Regions from separate parts of the Rattus norvegicus genome. Here all the other regions are linked to region 1. The links are chromatin contacts, called in public Hi-C maps. All regions are on one chromosome and are shown on one strand. Each heading gives the region's core, a stretch centred on a gene start, on an enhancer-like site or on the middle of the called end of the contact. The rest is flanking DNA. Distances are from core to core; before and after follow the strand shown. Region 1 holds the start of Pcyt2 (phosphate cytidylyltransferase 2, ethanolamine). Region 2 holds the start of Slc25a10 (solute carrier family 25 member 10). Region 3 holds the start of Rfng (RFNG O-fucosylpeptide 3-beta-N-acetylglucosaminyltransferase).

Region 1 (2,707 bases), core at 113-2,612:
AAGTGAAAGGTGGGGCCCAGAGCTGCTAGCAGGTTATCCTTGGAGATGGAGCCATCCTGTGGCTAGCACTGCCCCCTCCTAAGTGTGCAGATCCCACTGATAGTGGGTGAGACACAGAAGAGGCTGCTGCTGGCCTTTGAGTTGGGTCCAGGAAGATCTTCCCCTGTGGCTCTTCTTGTGACACCCAAGCTGCTTCTAGCCAAAGCCCAACCAGTCTAAGACAGACCTAGGGGAAGGGGCGAGATGACAGGCGGCCTCAGACAGCGTTACCTGTGCCTGGGAGGGTTGTGATTTGAGGGGTTTCCAGACCTACCTGATGCTGCTTTCCTTTCTGTTAGGTGGCAGGACCCAATCTTCTCCTTGGCAACTCCACTCCGTGCTGGCGAAGAAGGTAGCCACAGTAGGAAGTCACTGTGCAGGAGCAGAGAAGAGCCCCCACCCGGGGACCAGAGTGCCCCTCTTGCCTCAGCCACCCCCATCCTAGGAGGCTGGTTCGGCAGGGGCTGTGCTAAGCGTGCAAAAAGGAAGAAAGCGGCGTAGCCCCGGTGTTGACAAAGAGCAGTCGGCACCTTGCAGATGGCTTGACCCATGTTTAGGGTCCTGTGTCACAGTGAAGGCTAGAGTGCCCCCACCAGATCTAGTGGAAAGAACTCTGGGGTTGGGGGTGACACTTCCTGGTGACGGTCGTTTTTAGCCATCTGTCCTTGTGGAAAGCCTCACTTGCACTGCTGTGATCGCCCCACTACGGGCTTGATCTTCAAGGACACCTCCATCCTATCCCCCCCTATACAAAGGTGGCAGCAAGGCCTTTGCAAGAAGAGCTCCCGTCTTTCCCAGGCCTGGCCCACAGAGGAGTCCACCACTGCCTTACCTCACTCTCCAGGCTAGTCTCAGGGCCTCCCTCTTTCTACTACTTACTACTTAAAAGTGTTCACTTTATAGAAACCTTTTTCTGTATTGGGTATGCGGCACAGGGAGGATCTAAGCCTCCGGTCTGAGCAAGTCTTATTAAACATCTCTCTATTGCCTCGGTGTCCCAATGACTGTCACATGCACCACTGAGGTGCCTGCCCCTGAGGGCCAACATCGCGGTACTTTTGAAGAACCCAGCCCCTAGGAATGCTTTAAGGCGTGAGGAGAGCCGCAGGCACACTCTTGGTACAAGCCTGCTCCATTCACCAGTAGAGAGTCAGATGCAAAAGCCCGGCCACCTGCAACACAGGCCATTGGTCGCTCAAGTTGGGCGGAGGGGTGTGGCCGGGCTAGGGGCGGGGCCCCGGGTGGTGCACGCAATTGGCTGCGCCTAGCGGGTGAGACCCGCGTGAGCACGCGCAAGCGTCGAGGGCGGGGCGACGGTGCTGTGTGTCGCGGGAGCTGCCAGGACTTGCGGGGGGCCTCTGGTGCCATGATCCGGAACGGGCACGGGGCTGGCGGCGCTGCTGGGCTGAAGGGTCCGGGCGGCCAGCGCACCGTGCGGGTGTGGTGCGATGGCTGGTGAGTGGGGCGGCGAGGGGCGGGCGGTCACCTCGGCGTCACGCACCGGCGGTTGGCGGATCCCGAGTCTTCTGAGGCCGCACGAGGCAACCTGGCCTCCGGTCACTTAGGAGTGTAGCGTGCAGACGCGGGTGCATCGGACGGTGCACTTCCCAAAAACCGGAAATGCGGCTGTCTTATCGCCTAAGGCATTTACCCAGGTTGCCAGGGCTGGAAGGCCGAGCAAGAGCTTCTCTGTCAAATCAGCCCGTGACGTTTCTTTAAGAAAGTCCTGGAGCTGTCAACAAGCCGAAGAAATGTTGGCCTTTCTATAACTTAACCATCTTCAGCCCTTCGTCGTGTCTACCCCTGGTGGATGAGAAAGGATGCGGAATGGTCACCAGGGCTCCTCAGGGGATTCGGGGCGGAATAGGCTAGACTTTGTTCGTTTCTAGTTTGTATTGGTTTGGTGCTGAGGATGGGATCCATAGCTTTATATGCTATGTACAGGCAAGTGGTCCATCACTGAATTACAACTTCAGCCCCCTTCTGTTCTGCATCTGAGTCACCAGCAATGGCTTTGACTTCGTGTCAGTGGACTATGACCTTGGCCCCACCACAATACTGGGCCCAGTGCCACAATCCCAGAGGCAGACTCTGACCTCTGATCTTGCCCTGCCTGTCTAGTGGGCACAAGGGCTGTCCCGGAATTTACCCGTTACCATTGCCCCACCTCCCACCCGGTGCTCATGTCACCTGATGATACCCCACTAGAACTCTAGAGGAAGCAGAGCAGAACCTGTGGCCCAGCACTGGCCCATGGAGAACAATACAGGTGGTCCCAGTACACCCTGGGACACACTCAGTGAACAGCGTGTTGCTGGCTTCTGCATAGCTTGACCTTGACAGTGTACTTGTGGCCAGACCTAGATTTGAGGATAAAAGCTCAGTGCCAGGTGACAGGCATTTGTTCTCTCAGAGTTAAGCCAGGCCCTGGAGGCGGGGAAACTCAGGGTAGAACAGAGTCTTCACCCAACTCAGGACTGTTCTCTGGTTTCAAAGCTCGAGTGTGTCTTGTATCTCGTGGGCTGGGGATGTCACTCAGCTGGTATGCTTGCTCCGTATGCACAAACTCCTGCATTTGTTTCCTAGCACCAAACCGTTGGCTTTTGGTGAGAATCCCAGCAGATGGAGTCAGGAGTCGTAGGCCATTCTTGGCTTCATAGGGGGTTTG
Region 2 (2,700 bases), core at 20-2,519, 130 kb after region 1:
GGGCTACAAATAAATGATAAAGAAAGAAAAGTGATTACCTTTCTTAGGAAATTCAGTCCCTGAGAGGAGTCAGAGACTAGTTTAGACGCTTGAGCTAGTAGAAACTGCTTGAGGCTGGACCACCAGCTCAGACCTCAGGGGCCAATCGTGTGTGTGTGTGTGTGTGTGTGTGTGTGTGTGTGTGTGTGTGTGTGTATGAGGGAGGTGGCAGCCAGGGTGAATGCTCGCCCACAGGCTGAAGTAACAGCCAGAACCCCTTGGGCAGAGTGGGTTAAGTTCTTTGTTCTCTGTGGTAAGACAGAATCAGGAATAAATTCCCCGAGAATGTCCCTGGGGAACAGGAAGAAACTGTCTTAGTTTGCACTAAAAGTATTTTAAGGAAAAAACAAAACAAAACTACACAAAACCACGAGTCTCATTTGTTTCTCGGGGTGAGGTGGTCAATCTTACTGGTCAGAGCCCTATGAATTGAGGATCTCCTAGTTCACGAGGGACGGTGCTGATCCCAATATAGCAACGAATCAAACAGAAGCAGATGACCGAGGTCACACCACCACCCGGCCTGTTGCCTTGATTTCCATCCCCCAACCCCCACAGTAGGTGGTGTTAAGCACCCGGCAGTGGAAGTGCTCTGGTGTGCAGCGACCAGGCTGGTCTTTGGGTCTCAACACCTGCGCATATGCACAACTTTAACCAGAGTTGTCCGATGTTTGTGGCCAAGGAAAGGCTCAGAGTGGCCGAGTTCACACAAGTATTATAGCGCAGAGCTGAAGCTTAACAGCCATCTGTTAAGACGGGGACCGGGGGCGGGAGTGGGAGAGAGGGGACCTAACAGGTAAACTGAGGAACCGGATGTCCCCTCTGAGGCTTAGCTGTCTGTCACCTGCGGACGCCAGCTGCAGAGGGTCCCCGGGGATTTTTCCACCGCTGTCTACCGGGAAGTAAGCGTAGTGGCGCCCTCAGGGCCAAGGCCAGCAGCGCAGAGCGGGGCAGCCGGGGCTCAGGCCGTCGTGGGCGTCACCGGCGGTAATTACCTGGTGCGCAGTCAAGCGGCGGCCGAAGTAGGCGCCTTATAGGCGCCAGGCCCAGGATGGTCCCCAGCGCCTAGGGCTCACCGGCGCGCTCGGCCTTGAAACTCAGCCTCACCTTGAGCAGGTCTAGAGGGTGCGTGCAGCAGGCAGCTCCGCAGGAAGCCAGCCCTCCAAAGTACCAGCGAGACGTGCGTGCCTCAGCCATGGCCAGAGCAGCAGCGACCTGGCCCGACCCCGGTCTGCACCACAACTCCGGTTCCAGCCGCTTGACGCCCGGTTCAAAGTGCTACCGAGCGCCCGCGCCCGGTACAGCCAATGCGCCCGCGCGGCCCCAGGGGCGGGGCCTATGGACTCCGCCCGCCGCCGGACTCCGGCCTTGGGAGACTCCGCCTCTGCTCTTAAAGCGGCCGCAGCGAAGAACAGAGAGAGGCTATCCACTGGAGTCGACCATGAAATTGCTGGAGCTAGCCCATGGCCACCCCCACTCTCCACATTATGGCTTTGGTCTCATTTCCGAAGGCGCTCTGCCATTCAAGTCATCAGGAGGCTGGTTTTCTACCAGCACCCTCTAGCCCTAGCCTGAACTTGCGCCCTGGAGCTGACTTCGTGTGTTACGCAGGCGAAGGACACGTGCTGCAGCAGTGGACCTCTGTCCCCCATCCCCCCTCGAGGGCCCAGCCCCCGCCCAGATGTAGAGGGGGATGGAAACCTTCTTGAGGCCAGCTTGCAAATTAAATAGAAATCAGGGACAAAAGGCTCTTAGTAAAGGGTAGCAGTGCTCCTCCCCCACGCCTACACCCAGCGAGTCCCTGCCAAGTGCAACTCAGCTCAGGCCTTGCTGTGGACACAGCCCTAGGCAGCCACCATGGAGAGGGTTCTGGGCTGTGAATTCTTCATAGTTACTGGCTCAGGCTCCTTGGAGGCAGCTCCAGTTTGCCTGGTCCCAGAAGCCCATCTCTACCTCCCAACAATGGGCAAAGAAATCCACGTGTTTCTAGTTCGAGGGTGCACCTGTTAGGCAAGGTGAATTCCGAATCCAAAGGCTGCTTTAAGTCTGGCCACAAGAATAAAAAGGACACGTGCCCTACAGCTCTGGTTCAATAGCTATCTGAGGCAAAAGACAAAGTTAATATACACCTGGCAAACAGCTCCAGGTCCCGACTGACCCTGCTGAATATCCAAATTGAGTATGCAGCCCGGCCAACCAGCGCGGAGCAGTGAGGGAGGTATGAAGCGTGATGAACTCTAGGTGGCCTCCCTTGCTGAGATGCTTATTATCATAGTTCCAAGGTTGTGCGATACAAGATCTCCTGGCTGTGCTGCCTTGGCATGTCTCACCAAGTCCAGAAGCACCCTACACTGGAAGCCTATAACAATAAGGGAGTGAGGGGCACTCCCCACACTGGATCCATTCCTTTCCTACAGCAGGTACAGGCAACATGCCTACCTTGCTTGGGTCTGGGCAGGTCTCCAGATGCCAACATCTGATAACTTAGCTGAGCCACTGTGGGGTGGGTGGGAAAATGAATGACTGACCACTCAGTTGGTGTGAGACCAGGAGCATTATTTGGTCTTGCCTATACAGACCAGCCCTACCCAGAAACTGAGAAGCATCAGACATAAACTGCCAGGCCCGGCAAACAGGTCGTAAGCTAGAGGAAGCCTGGTT
Region 3 (2,700 bases), core at 37-2,536, 150 kb before region 1:
CGCTACCTAACAAGTGATGGATGCTGGGCTAAGAAGAGAGGAAAAGTGTGTTGGCTGCAAATAGAGCTTTGCTTCACACTGTTGACTTGACGGGACTGTTCCCTGTGGAGAAGTGGGTGCAGGGTCTTAGAACTGCCTGAGAACCCAACATAGGTGGGCAAACGAAAAACCAGTTTCCTGGCTTAGAGAGATGTGTCTAAAGCGGTTGCTAAAAGCATCAACTGTCCTAGGACATACAGTGGGAGTCTGACTTGGACCCCTCAACACATCGAAGCTGCCAGCAGTCCTCCGCCACACAGGATCCATACCAGGGTGGGGTTCTCCACCACGTAGTTGACATCAGGTGCGTTCTGGGGATCTTCCTGCGGATCTACATCAATCTGCATGGGTTCCACGGCCCCCTGCAAAACAGAAGGAGCTCCTTGACGAAAGGCACCAGGGTGAGCAGAGTTTCCCCCATCAGCTCTGCCCACGATTTCTCAAGGCAAAACTGCACTGGGCTTCCACAGGTGCTGGCAGCCAAGTGCCGTCTTCAGCTCTCCCACCCAGGTCCTGGGCACAACACTGACTACAGGAACCGTCAAGCATTCCCAGCCGCCATCCCGATACAGCTTCCTCTAGGCCACAGAGAATGAAATAGATTGCCACCCTATCTTCATAAATCAAGAGAGTCAAAGCAGACAGGTCACGATGCGGAAGAGGCTGGCCGAGGACTCGAGGGGCCAGGGCCTCGAGCGACATCGAAAGAGCCGCTACACGGTAGGCGCGCAGCTATACCTCGGAAAGTAGCGTGCAGGCCGACAGGCTGGCGCTCAGGCTGTAGTCGCCCGACGTGCCGGGCCGCAAGTCTGACCTGCTGTGCGCAGGGCTGCGGCTCAAGTCGGAGGCCGACGACGAGGCAGAGCTGGGCGCCGGGCTGCCCCGCATCTTGGCCTGACGCACCTCTCTGAGAGGCCAGCACCCGCACGAAAAGCGTTGGCGCGCGAGGCGGGGGCGGGGCGGGGGCCGGGGCCCAGAGCGGCCCGCGAGGCAGGCGACGCTCACGCGCCCAGGCCAGAGCTGCGGGCCCCGCCCCGCTCGCCGCCAGCCCCGCCCACCAGGCTCGATCCGGACCGAACGGCCACGCGGCGAGCGCAGTTACCAACCCCTACCTGCAAGTTAAACACCTGAACCGGCAGCGGCATCTTCCACCCCCGGTGCCGCAGCGACGTTCACTTCCGGGGCGGCGCGTCCGTCAGTTCCGGGTCAAGGCTCGGGGCGGGGTGCTGTCACTCTTAAAGGGGCCGCCGCAATCGCAGGCGGGCGCCCAGCGCCCGGGCCTGGGCGATCGCATGAGCCGTGTGCGGCGAGTGCTGTGCCGGGCCTGCCTCGCGCTGGCCGCGGTCCTGGCTGTGTTGCTGCTACTACCGCTGCCGCTACCACTACCGCTGCCGCTGCCTCGCGCTCCCGCACCAGACCCAGGTCGTGTCCCGACCGGGAGCCTGACCCTCGAGGTCTCCCGCCTGCAACCGGACGACGTCTTCATTGCAGTCAAGACCACTCGGAAGAACCACGGCCCGCGCCTGCGGCTGCTGTTGCGTACCTGGATCTCACGAGCCCCACGGCAGGTGTGCGCCCCTTCCCCCTCCTTGTAGGTTCCTGGATTCCAAACTGGCGCCCCCCTGTGCCCCTAACCCCGGGGCTTCACACCTGCCCCGAGACCCACTCACTGGATCCTCTGACGCCTCACGGTGTTTTCTTCCACAGACGTTCATTTTCACCGATGGAGACGACCCTGAGCTCCAGCTGCTGGCAGGTGAGACGCTCCCCTGGGCTGAGTTGTATCTACTGGGGCCATTCATTCCTGTGTCAGGCATTTGACTAGTGTCACAGAGCTAGTGTTACAGAGCCAAGACACCCATCCATTGCCAGTCTATCTCCCAACACCCATCCTTCTAGTCATCAGATTCCCCACCCTGCCCCCAGTTCCTGACAGGGTGCTGTGGCCAATGTCACCCACATTCCCTGAGGAAGGCCCAGCAGCAGTCACCTGCCAAGTCTTGTCCTGTTTCCGCCTGTGCTGTCATCTGCTTCAGAATGAGGGCTGGCTGCGGTAGGGCTGCATTGGATCTAGCCCAGTGGCTGGACAGGCATATTCCAGCCTAAACCTAAGGAGGCAACCTAGAAGTCAGCACTCACATTGCCCGTTTCCAACCGTGCAGGCAGCCAAATGATCAACACCAATTGTTCCGCTGTGCGAACCCGCCAGGCGCTGTGCTGTAAGATGTCAGTGGAGTATGACAAGTTCATAGAGTCTGGACGGAAGTAAGTAACCTCACCCCTCAGACAGCCAGGACCGAGCAGTGTGGGGGCTCCCACCCACACTGGGGGGCCTCAGTGCATAGGCCTCTCCCTCCACCTTCAGATGGTTCTGCCACGTGGATGATGACAACTACGTGAACCCCAAAAGCCTGCTGCACCTGCTTTCCACCTTCTCTTCCAACCAGGACATCTACCTGGGGCGACCTAGTCTGGACCACCCCATCGAAGCCACAGAGAGGGTCCAGGGCGGTGGCACCGTGAGTGCTGGGCTAAAATCCTCCTAGGGCTGAAGAGTGAGAAAACTCTAAGATAGGCCAAGTACTCTGGTTCCAGACCCCCAAGGAACCATCAAATCAGGTCCAGCAATAGAGAAGGGCGTAGAGGCCACGGGTCAGAAAA

What was found. A called contact is a pair of places that touch in the nucleus more often than the background predicts.
Region 2: a contact with region 1 is called in a Hi-C map of liver, with 2.2 times the contacts expected there. The contact joins the promoter of Slc25a10 here to the promoter of Pcyt2 in region 1. A contact is called at or near these places in 4 of 12 Hi-C or Micro-C datasets (hepatocytes, kidney and liver) and 1 of 1 datasets of contacts at active chromatin or transcription factors (oligodendrocytes).
Region 3: a contact with region 1 is called in a Hi-C map of the A7r5 cell line, with 3 times the contacts expected there. The contact joins the promoter of Rfng here to the promoter of Pcyt2 in region 1. A contact is called at or near these places in 6 of 12 Hi-C or Micro-C datasets (the A7r5 cell line, the Rat2 cell line, Schwann cells and 3 more).

The regions. Positions count from the first base shown.
Region 1 is chr10:106,393,123-106,395,829 of GRCr8, reverse strand. Pcyt2 (phosphate cytidylyltransferase 2, ethanolamine) reads left to right here and starts at 1,362. Exons shown (of 14, transcript NM_053568.2): 1 at 1,362-1,494. The coding sequence starts at 1,406. Sirt7 (sirtuin 7) reads left to right here. Exons shown (of 10, transcript NM_001107073.1): 10 at 339-1,028. The coding sequence ends at 540.
Region 2 is chr10:106,262,965-106,265,664 of GRCr8, reverse strand. It overlaps Slc25a10 (solute carrier family 25 member 10), which reads right to left and starts at 1,269. Exons shown (of 11, transcript NM_133418.2): 1 at 1,147-1,269. The coding sequence starts at 1,236.
Region 3 is chr10:106,547,230-106,549,929 of GRCr8, reverse strand. Rfng (RFNG O-fucosylpeptide 3-beta-N-acetylglucosaminyltransferase) reads left to right here and starts at 1,286. Exons shown (of 8, transcript NM_021849.2): 1 at 1,286-1,607; 2 at 1,747-1,795; 3 at 2,202-2,304; 4 at 2,405-2,558. The coding sequence starts at 1,332. It overlaps Gps1 (G protein pathway suppressor 1), which reads right to left and starts at 1,009. Exons shown (of 14, transcript NM_053969.3): 1 at 778-1,009; 2 at 309-401. The coding sequence starts at 927.